Regions from separate parts of the Anas platyrhynchos genome. Here region 1 is linked to region 2. Evidence: chromatin contacts called from public Hi-C data. All regions are on one chromosome and are shown on one strand. Each heading gives the region's core, a stretch centred on a gene start, on an enhancer-like site or on the middle of the called end of the contact. The rest is flanking DNA. Distances are from core to core; before and after follow the strand shown.

Region 1 (5,022 bases), core at 1,273-3,772, 220 kb before region 2:
GTAGTTTTTTAGCAACATTTCATTCCCTGACTGCTAGATGTAGCTGTGCTAGCAGAAACCTGAGTTCAAAGAACAATTGCTATTTCTATCCTGATGCTTTCCTTCAATTACCTGATTTCCTGCAATACCATTTTCTTTAATATTTTATTGATTTTGTGCTTTTTATACTTTAGACACTTCAAGGTGTCTTTAATAGCCCAGCTGTCCTTAGTGGACAAATTCCATGAGCAATTTACAGTCCAGAGGGGACATGGCCCTAAATAAATTTACATTACTTATCTCTTTCTGCTCCTGATTTGCTCTATGGTAAAACCAGCTGCTTTATCTTTCATGGCTCATAATTAATAGATGCCATTTCTCAATTCTTTTAATAATTAAACTGTGCTGCATGGTTACAGATGCAGTTGCTAACTAATCAGATAATGAAAGCTGCAGGTTCAAGGGTATTTGGGTTCTGGTTACAGAATTCAGTAAGTGGCAGGTTTTTTCCTTTTTTTTTTTTTTTTTTTTTTTTTTTTTCCCCCAGAGTTGCTTACTGAATGAGAACTGTTGCTGAAGTGTTCAAATGCAGTGCAGAATGCAGACACCCTCTGCAAGAGCAGAGACTGAGAATGTGGTGCATAGACATCAGAGCAGGTCTGCGCCAACTTCCCCAGCGTATGCTCACTCCACCTTTTCTCTGCCCAAACCAAGCCTCTGCTGAGCCGTTGCCACTGCTGTTAGTGGATGGCTCACCAGCAGAGCCACACGTACAGATCCTGCTTCAGGCTGTTGTTGCACCCAAGGCACTGGGCCATGGGTTGAGGGAGGAAGGTTGAGATGCTGTGACTGGGGAGCAGCACGGGCCTGCTCCAGGCAGCCTGAACTGGTTGTGTGCAGAATAAATGTGGCAATAGGCTGTTTTCCCCAGCCTGCTAGGAAGATTGCTTAAGTGAGGGACATACTGAAAGTTATCCAGCTCTGCGTTTGGCTTCCTAGAAATGGCCCAGAACAGTAAAATGACTCGTGACATCCAGAGATGCCGTCACGTTGCAGTGCTACCCTAGATGAGGGAGGGGCAGTGTGAGCTGGACTGAAAGGGCTCACTGTGAGACGCAGGGATGCTGGTGTTGGAGTTCCCATTTCTCTTGTAGGAGCAGTGGTTTCTGGTCTCCCAGGTAGCTAACAGTGCAAAAGTGAATTAGGAAAATGTATATAAAGTTAAGAGTTTAATAGGCTTTAGTCAGAATGTAAGTGGCATTAAAATAGAATAATCCTAATGCCCCCATATAGATAACAGATTCCAGTAACATCCTTTATCCTGCTGTAACTTGAGCTTTGTGACTGGCCTTTGCATTGTTTCTTACACTTCAGTTAATTTCTAGTTCTGTGTTGCACTCTCTCTAATTCCAGGACTTCATGGTTTTTGTCCTTCGTACCTAAAAAAATAAAAAATAAAAACAACAACCAACCAACAAACAAAAACCCTTCAACGTCTTTTAAGACAAATGAGATAATGCTGTTATACTGGGGTTTGGATATGTTCAGTGGTGTCCTGTGCTAGCAACTGCCCCAAAGGGGAAGTCCTATAGGAAAAATGAGGGTTAAGGCAAGGAAACATTGGGAATACCTCGGTATTTTTGCATTGTCTCCTGTTCCAAAGTCACTGGGTAGTATCTGCATTCAAAGATTCTTGGCTGCACAATTTTGTATTTATGGAATATTCTTCAGGCATCATCAAAACCAGCCTTATTTGGAATTTGAGTTTCTAAATACTAACTATTGCTGATAACTATTTTAATACAAAGGCTAAGTGAATGACTATTTCTCAGAAATGTATGCCTACAACTACTGCTTTTTTTTCGAGCATGTCTTGTAGAGGCTGCATCAAGCATCAAGAATTGAGGTTCACGTGGTAGCCACTGGATGTCACTATTGCTCCACAGAAGAGTCATTTGAAACGTTGCATTTCGTGTTTTGCTGTTTTTTGATAGTTACTTCTTTAGGCTGTAAGTTTAGAGAAACGGATACATCGAGTACAAAGACACTGCAATTTAAAGAATATGAGAAGTGGATAGTTCCTTCAAAGGCTTGAGAAGTATGTAGATGGAAGCATTTAAATATAATGATATAAGACTAGTGGTTGACAAAATACCGTCTTGTAAATAAATTGAGTCACTGAGGCCATCAGACAAGTTTTGACAAGGTATTATATTTAGGAATATTTAGATTTTAAATTGAGCAGTGACTGATCCCTCTGATGATACAAGATTCCATCTGTGTAACTATCATAAATCAAGGTGCTAAAATTCATTCAATTCAGTGTGGGTTTTCCATAACAGTTGTATGAAAAAATGTCTGGCAATGCAAAAACAATTGATATTTCTCCAGGCCTGAAAGTACAGCTTTAAATGAAACAGTCTTCTCTTTTAGCCCTGTGATCTGCGTGAGTTTTGAATGAAGTGCTTGCCCACCTGTTCTGGAGAAAACATTAATGGTCTGCATGCTGCTATTACAGGCTTCCTGCTCCTGTGAAGACGATGGTGCTACCTCTTAGAGTGGCTGCAGATCAACTGCAAACACCTGTAAGTGTCTTTGATTTTCTATTTACAGCCTACAGAAAATGTGGTATTGGCCATAAGAGACATTTGTCAGTATTTGGTGGGCACATAGGTGAACAGAGAATACATATTTTAGGAGGTGTGCGTGTTCACATCTTTGCAGAAAGCGGTCTTCCTTATGCTCCCTGTTGCTTTCTCTTTAAGCAGGTTCTGGTCATTGTTTTTTCCTACCATGGGTTACTGTGCTTCTTCATAGAGCGTATGTTGTCTGTACTTTTACTGTAATTATCATCATGAAATGCTTCCTTTGATTTGACTTAAAATTTCACTTGTTTAGAATTTGGAAATTCTAAATTTAGAATTTAGAATTTAGAAGTTCGGAAGTTTAGAATTTGACTTTTCTCTTCCTGGATTCAGGGTTTCCACAGAATGTGTCTCCTGTCAGGAGAAACTTATGTGACATCAGAATTGTTTTCATCAGTAGAATAAGTACAGATCAATTGCAAGATTCCTCCTTGTTCCCCCAAATAAAAGCCTCAAAAGGCAAGAGGGTCATGTATTGCTTTTAAAAACGCATGCTAGCACATAGGTGAAAATCAATTGCTTCTTTTTTTTCTCCTCATATGTAGCTTTGGATAGCTTTCTCCTGAGTCCTAACAGCTATCAGGACTTTAAATACTGCTGGCAAGTACTTGTGAAGCATTATCACTAGCTCACCTAGCTAGTGCACAGCAGTGACATAATCACGTTACTGGCCTCAGAATGCTCAGTTGCTGGCAAGTATGCATCAGGGCAGACCTTGCGGTTTTTGTGCCTCGCTTCTCCCTCCTCTGAAATGGAAATGGGAGTGTTTACCATGGTGTCCTCCCTGTGAAAGCGTGTGCGCATGTGTGCAAGCATACCAAGGTTTCTGTGTTCTCCCAGCAGCTCCATGTTTCTGTTTTGCTGCATTGACCTCTCAGCTGGCAGTGACTCCTTTCCCAGCAAGCTGCACATTCCCCTTCCTCTGTGTAAGCTATTAAAACCAGATGCGCAGAAAGAAGTCTGTTATGATGCACTTTTGTGGGCTGAGTTCGTTCCTTAGTTAGAATGGTGGGCTGACTCTCATGAAAGCTGGGGGAAAAGCCCAAGAGGATTGAAATCCATTAAGTCTGAGCCAAACTCCCAGGCCTGATTCTATGTCTGGTACCTAAGTAAATTAAGTGCAACAGGGCCACATTCCAGGAGACCCCACACCCTCCTGCAGTCCTGTCAAAAGAAAATTGCTTTGGGTTCTGTTTGGGCTTGTGGCAGCTTTGGAAGGAGAGATCCATAGCCAGAGTTCAGCATGTCATGATGTGGCACATACGTTCTCAATGGTTTTGGATCAATTGTTGACTAAGCTTTGAAACTTCCTGTGGGATGTGCCCCTGCTATCAAGCTATCGCTTAAAAGAGCTCGGTACCATTCTGGTAGTTAATGAGATTTTCTAGATGAGCTCTAAATCACATACATGGCTTTGTAAACCACCAGTCCTCTACAGAGTATGGGTGAGAATCACTCCTCAGCCGTTTCGTTCTGGGGAAGGCCACAGAAGGTGCTGAATGTCATCCTGCACTGATGCTGCTGGAAATAATGATCATATTGTTTTTTCGCCTTACTTCTGTTAAAAGTAGGACAAAAAGAGCCAAGACACTTCATGTGGTCTGAGGTTTTCTGTGCCCAGAGGTCCTGTATAGGGAGTGATAAGTGAAAGGGTGCTGTTGTGCATGCGTGGTCTCAACTACGACCAGTTGTACATCCGTTTTCCCAGAAGCAGCCTCTCCAAAACTCCCCTTCCTTTGGAGAACCAGCACATTAAGAAGTGGGCACCAGTGGCAAATTAAGTAACCAGTAGCCGAAGTGTTTAGGAAGTGGGGCTGCTTCTTGAATTCTCTTGTCCTTGTGATGAGCAGCTGATGCTTAGGCTAACGTCCTGGCTAGTTTGTCTGCCATGGTTTTTCTTTGCCTCGTAACTGTGGTGTGTGAAGCTGTGTGAGAACTGACTTCCCACAGAAACAGTTGACTTCACATGTTTCTTTGCATTCTTGCCCTGGGGCTGAGGGTCTTGTGACAAACCTCACAGCTAAACCACAGGCTCTGGAGCTGTCAGGGTCCAGTCAGCCTCCTGCCTTGAGATCTAAGCGGGCTGTTGTTGAAAGCCACAAGATGTCGCCTCTCTGTGTGTGCAGGCAGGGGTTAAGCATTATGAATTTGCAATAGCCAGGCAGCTTTCCCATATAAGAGCACCGCACTCATTGGCTCTCTCTTTTACTGAGAAATCTATCTAGTCATTTCCTGTGCAAGCCCTTCTTCACTTTGCAAAAAGCTATACAGTTGAGTAAATAATAACAGTCAGCAGTTATCTCTTCTCACAGGCAGCCTGGATTCTCTCATGGACCACCACCAACCAGAAGTTCAATGCTGCACCATCAGAAGAATGCTAATATGAGCGTGGTCTTCT
Region 2 (5,058 bases), core at 2,329-4,828:
AGCACTATTTTGCACGCTCACATAGGCAGACAGGGATCTGGCACCAAAAAAAGAAACAGTGAGATGCAATGAAGCAGCGCAGAGCTCCAAAGCTTGCCTGTTTCTCCCATCTCTAGCAGTTGGGCTCCCAAGAGCAATCTTGTTTCCTTACGGTGCCTGCACCCCTCAGGATGCCCTGGCAGCTCCAGATCCTCCCATGATAGATCCACCTTGCCATCAACTGTCCATGTAAGGGCCTTGCTCATAAATCAGCGTTGGCCCCTGGGCAGTGTCACCATCCTCTCTCCTCACCTGGCACCCACCAGCCCATGCCCAGTTTCCATCTGCCCCTGCAAGGTCTCATCCTGTGTGAGCTGCCCGAGTGTCAGCCACATCACTGGGTACCGGTGATGCTGAGCACAGTGCAAAGCCTGAGCACCAAGAGGGTTAAATTAAAGGTACCCATGATATTAGAAAGCTGCAAAGTAATTACGAAAGGAAGCAGAAAAAAGCCAGCAACTCTAAGCAGACATGAAGGCCCTCTTAAGAGAAAAAAGGCATGTTAATTAACCTCTAGACATGATTCAAAGAATCATTTGTAGCATGATTAACATAATCCCCCAAGTGCAAACACAAAACTGGCATTAACGATCATTCGCTGGGCTGAATGCTCCCCACCCCTTCATCGAATCAGCACATTTGAGCAGGGGATGATTTGACACATGGTAACCGCGCACGTTTCAGGAAACAAAAAGAATCTCATCCCCGGGGACTGGACATCCTGGCTGCGGCTGCTCCCACCCCTGTGCTCTGCAGGTGGGCGTCCCCCCCAGGTGTGCTCTCAGCATCCTCCCCAGGTGTGCCACCAGCTCCACACTAGAAGAGCTCCTGAGCCCTGTGTCAGCTTTTGCTTGCTTCACTCCCCACAGCCACAGCTTCAAACCCTTCATCAAAAGGCTGGTGGCTGCTATCAAAAGCTCCTAGATTCTCCTCCACGTTAGGATCTTGGCTTTCATTTAAAGGAGCCACCCACAAGATTGCTTGAAAGATTGGAAATGAATGTCACATGTTCTGAAAGCAAAGAAAAAAGAACCACAGTTTCCTCAGTTCGTGACCTCCCCCATCTCTCCAAAAAGGAGAATCTCCTGCTTGAACTTGGGCAGGGCTCACAGTGCTCAGCTCCCCCCGTGCTGAGCACCAACTCATGCAGGTGCAGGAGGCTGCTCAGGCAAGGGAGCCAAAGCTGTAGCTTGCCTTAGGAAAGCTGCCACGGGTGTTTTATTACATCGTACACCATCGAATAATCATCACAACAGGTATTTGCATCCTTGCCATGGCAGAAAGCTGGTAGGGGAGCGCTTTTCCCTGAAACAGACTGCACTGTTTGTTGTTCATCAATTATTTGGTTGGTATTAATTAAGGTAACAAAGATGTGTCACCAAAATCCCCTGTAAACCCCACACAATACCGTGACATTGTTCATCCTAACCACAGCCCAACCTCGGGAGCTCAGAGGCTTTGCATTACATGATATTCTGGATCTAGAGGCTTTTCAGAGGCTATTAGATGGCTGAGGCTGTTTGTAGCTGAAGCTTGTTCAAATGAGTCACTGCCGAGCTTCATTCTTATCTTGAAAGTTTGTTATTGCTTGGAAGTGTTTATCTGAATTACATTTGCAAAAACATCTGAACAAAGGCCAACTTATGGAAACGACAGCATTTTTGCATGTTTTTATATAAATAGGAAGGATTTTAAGCAGCCGGTTCTTTTCTTTGCAATTCACAATATTTGTCTTTAATGACAGTTTTAAGGACCGTGACAGGATTTAAGCAATCGCACACGGACCTGGCATCCTTGGAGAGCGAGCAGCGCAGCTCCACGACAGGCTGAGAAATCCAACTACTGACACCCATTGTGCTGGGCGCAGCCACGACCTCGCTGGGATTTAGCCCCCATGTTGGGATTTCTGCAGCATAGCAACCTGGAGCAAATCAAAGCTCGTGCATTTTGGGCAGCAGCAGCAGCAAAATCATAAAACCTCAGGGTAAGAAGCTAAAAGTAAAAGAAAAAAAAAAAAGGAGAGGAGGAAGAAGGGGCAAGGGCAAGCAGCCAGCAGGCACCAGGGCCAGGCTTTGTGTGCTGCGTGGTCCCAGTGCACACCCACCACGGACAGGCAGCCTTTGTCACGCCAGGACACCGCAGCAACCCCTGGGCCCTGTGGCTGATGAGGGCAAGCAGGGCGGCCTTGGCCTCCTCCTCCCAAAACCTGGCAAGGGCATCACCTGGGGCTGGCCAGGTGGGGAACGGCAGCAGTCCCCACATCCAGGCTCGGTCTCCGGAGCCGCGTGTCCCAGAGGCAGCAGTTTTGGCCACCTCCCTGTTCCCTTTACACTTAGCAAACTCAGCTGGCACGCGATGCTCAAAGCCCCACTGGGGAGCACCAAACCTGACCTGTCTGAGCCCCGACTCCATCCCACACATTACGCAGCAGCTCGCCCAGGCAGGTCAGGAAGGTTTGGGGTCCAGGCAGCTAGGCACAGCCAGGAGCCCTGATGGGGCAGGCAGCAGGGTCAGACCCATGGCACCACTGGGGCCACGGCCAGGATGGGCAGCGCAGCAGCACTCGGGCTGCATTACCTGCCACACCTGCACGAAGAAGGTACCCAGGAGGTTCCCATGCGGCACGCCAAGCGTGACCAGGAAGCCCCAGAGGGAAGCAGCACCGCGGGGTCCGCAGGACACCTGGGAGGTGCTGGGGGAGTGCTGAGGGGCAGGACTGGGGGGATGCAGGGGATGGATGGGATGCTTGAGAGCAGCGTTGGGGGGATGCCGGGGATGCTCAGGGGAAGCACGGGGGATGCCGGGGATGCTCGGGGCAGGACAGAGATGCTGGGGCGGGTCCGGCGGACAGGATGAGGGGATGCTGGGCAGCCTGGATCCGAACGGGAGATGACAGGGGAGGCTCAGGGAGGCGAGGAGGAGGGCAGAGAAATACCGGAGAGCCTGGGGCAGGTCCGCGGGGATGCAGGAGGGATGGTGGAGGGGATGCCGGAGAGCTCGGGACTGGGTGGAGGGATGTCGGGGAGGTGCTGGGAGGATGCCGGAGAGCCCAGGGAGGGACGGGGGGATGCCGGAGAGGTGGCGGGGGGACACCGGGGAGCCCGGGGGAGGTCGCGGGGGGCGCGGCGGGCCGGAGGCGCTCACCTGCCAGGAGCCGGAGGGGATGTCTCCGAAGCCGCCGGGACCGGCGGAGCCGTGGCAGCCGCGGGGCGGCCCGGCGCAGCGCCACAGCAAGCCGAAACCGGCGGCGGCTCGGCCGGGCGGCAGCAGCCAGGCCGGGGAGAGGAAGGCGGAGGCGCAGGCGGCCAAGAGGCCGGCGGAGAGCAGCGCCCAGAAGCAGCCGACGCCGCTGCACATGGTGCGCCGGCGGGGCAGGGAGCCCGCGCCCCGCGCCGCCCCCGCCACCGGCACCGCCACCGGCACCGACAGCATCGGCGGCGCCGCAGCGCAGCCGCCGCGGCCGGGCGCGGGGCCGGCAGCGCTGCCCGCGCCCCTTGCGCGCTCCTTGCGCGCTGCCTGCGCGCTGCCTGCGCGCCGCCCCCCCCCCCCCCCCTTCCTCCGCGGGGCGCGGCTGAGACCGGGCGGGGTGGGGCGGGGGAGCCCCGGGGGGGCAGGGGGCAGCGGGCCCCCCCCCCACCTGCGCGCACGATTTTGGGGCTCCCCGCCCGGCTGTGGCCGCAGGGAGCTGCTCGGCGGCGGGCGGCAGCGGGGGGGTCTCACAGCAAACACGCACACGGGGGGGGGGCGGAGAGCGGCGCCCCAAAGCGCTGCGGTTTGGAGCCGGGCAGGGGTTCCCCGGGCAGGGGTTCCCCGCTCTGCCGCCCTGCACGGTTCGGGGGGGGCAGCACCGCCCGCACCGGGCGGGCACCCGGAGCGCAGAGGCTGGGGGAGAGGCGCCCCAGGTGCCGTCGGTGTCCGCCTCTGGACACCTCTTAATTAAGGGTCCGATCGCTCGACCGATGTTAATTTTACCCTTTAATCGTCTAGGTTTAGGTTTCCCCGTTCTAGTCGGAAACGCCGCCTGAAAAGCGACGCAGAATGTTTGCCCGGGAATTTGGGCTTACTTTAAACGAAAAAGCTGCGCCGCCCGGCGCTGCTGAGCTTTTTTAGCGGTCGCTCGGAAACTTGGTGGGTCAGCCAGGTCTTATTCCTGCTCTGCCCCGGTCGCCAAGTGACCGGCTTGTGCCCGCGTCCCGCTGATGTCGCTGCCTTTTACCGGTCCCAGCAGCTCGGCTCTCTCCCAGCCGTGCCCACGGTCCCAAACGGCAGCACGGGGAGGCAGAGCCTGTATAAATGCGGCACCAGGCACCAAATTATTTATCCTGCCTCCGGTGGGCTTCGGGCAGCTATTGCCCATACGGTTGAAACAGAGGTAAGGATGCTGGGGCATTTTTTTTATGGACGGAAAAAAAAAAAAAAAAAAAAAAAAAAAAAAAAAAAAAAAGGAGCTTTCCCTGCCGCTCTGGGTTCGTTGCTACCGGGACTGCGCTGGGGGCAGCGAGCAGTGAGCAGCAGGCGGGGGCTTGGCTCCCTCTGCCGCTGTGCACCGGGACTGCGGGCGAGCAGGGGACCGGCCTCCAGCCCGCGAACGTCTTGTCCTTGAGTTTAAAAACGTGCGTCCTTTAACTTTTAGGAAAGTTTAGAAAGAGCAAAAATCACACCAAGTCTTCTTGTCCTCGTATCCCAGGTTTGCAGATGTTCCCGACTACTGTTATGTACTTCAGCACTTCTCGTTCTCTTTGAGGCATTTAGGAAAACCAAAGGGGAAAAAGCATAAATGGAAAAACAGAGAGAGCGGTTTAAAACTAGATTTTACTTTTCACTTGCTTTTATCCAAGTATTAATGACACCGTAAGTGGCCACGAATTTGGAAATAAAACTGAAATTAGAGAAAGGTCATCTGAGGTGATGGTAATGCTGCCCAGACAGACTGGAGGTAGGAATGATCCAGTTAGTCTTCAGTAAAGCAGAACAATTCCAGAGTGGGACGGAAGCCCTGCAAAACCTTCAAGGAACAAA

The links. A called contact is a pair of places that touch in the nucleus more often than the background predicts.
Region 1: a Hi-C map of subcutaneous adipose tissue shows a contact between it and region 2, with 4 times the contacts expected there. The contact joins the promoter of LOC101798148 here to the promoter of LHFPL7 in region 2. A contact is called at or near these places in 3 of 8 Hi-C or Micro-C datasets (liver, skeletal muscle and subcutaneous adipose tissue).

Annotation. Positions count from the first base shown.
Region 1 is chr20:4,090,772-4,095,793 of IASCAAS_PekinDuck_T2T, reverse strand. It overlaps LOC101798148 (transient receptor potential cation channel subfamily V member 2), which reads left to right and starts at 2,522. Exons shown (of 18, transcript XM_072026200.1): 1 at 2,522-2,564; 2 at 4,937-5,022.
Region 2 is chr20:3,867,001-3,872,058 of IASCAAS_PekinDuck_T2T, reverse strand. LHFPL7 (LHFPL tetraspan subfamily member 7) reads right to left here and starts at 3,578. Exons shown (of 3, transcript XM_027471937.3): 1 at 3,184-3,578. The coding sequence starts at 3,471. SPATA22 (spermatogenesis associated 22) reads left to right here. Exons shown (of 16, transcript XR_011804268.1): 15 at 1,784-2,023; 16 at 4,027-5,058.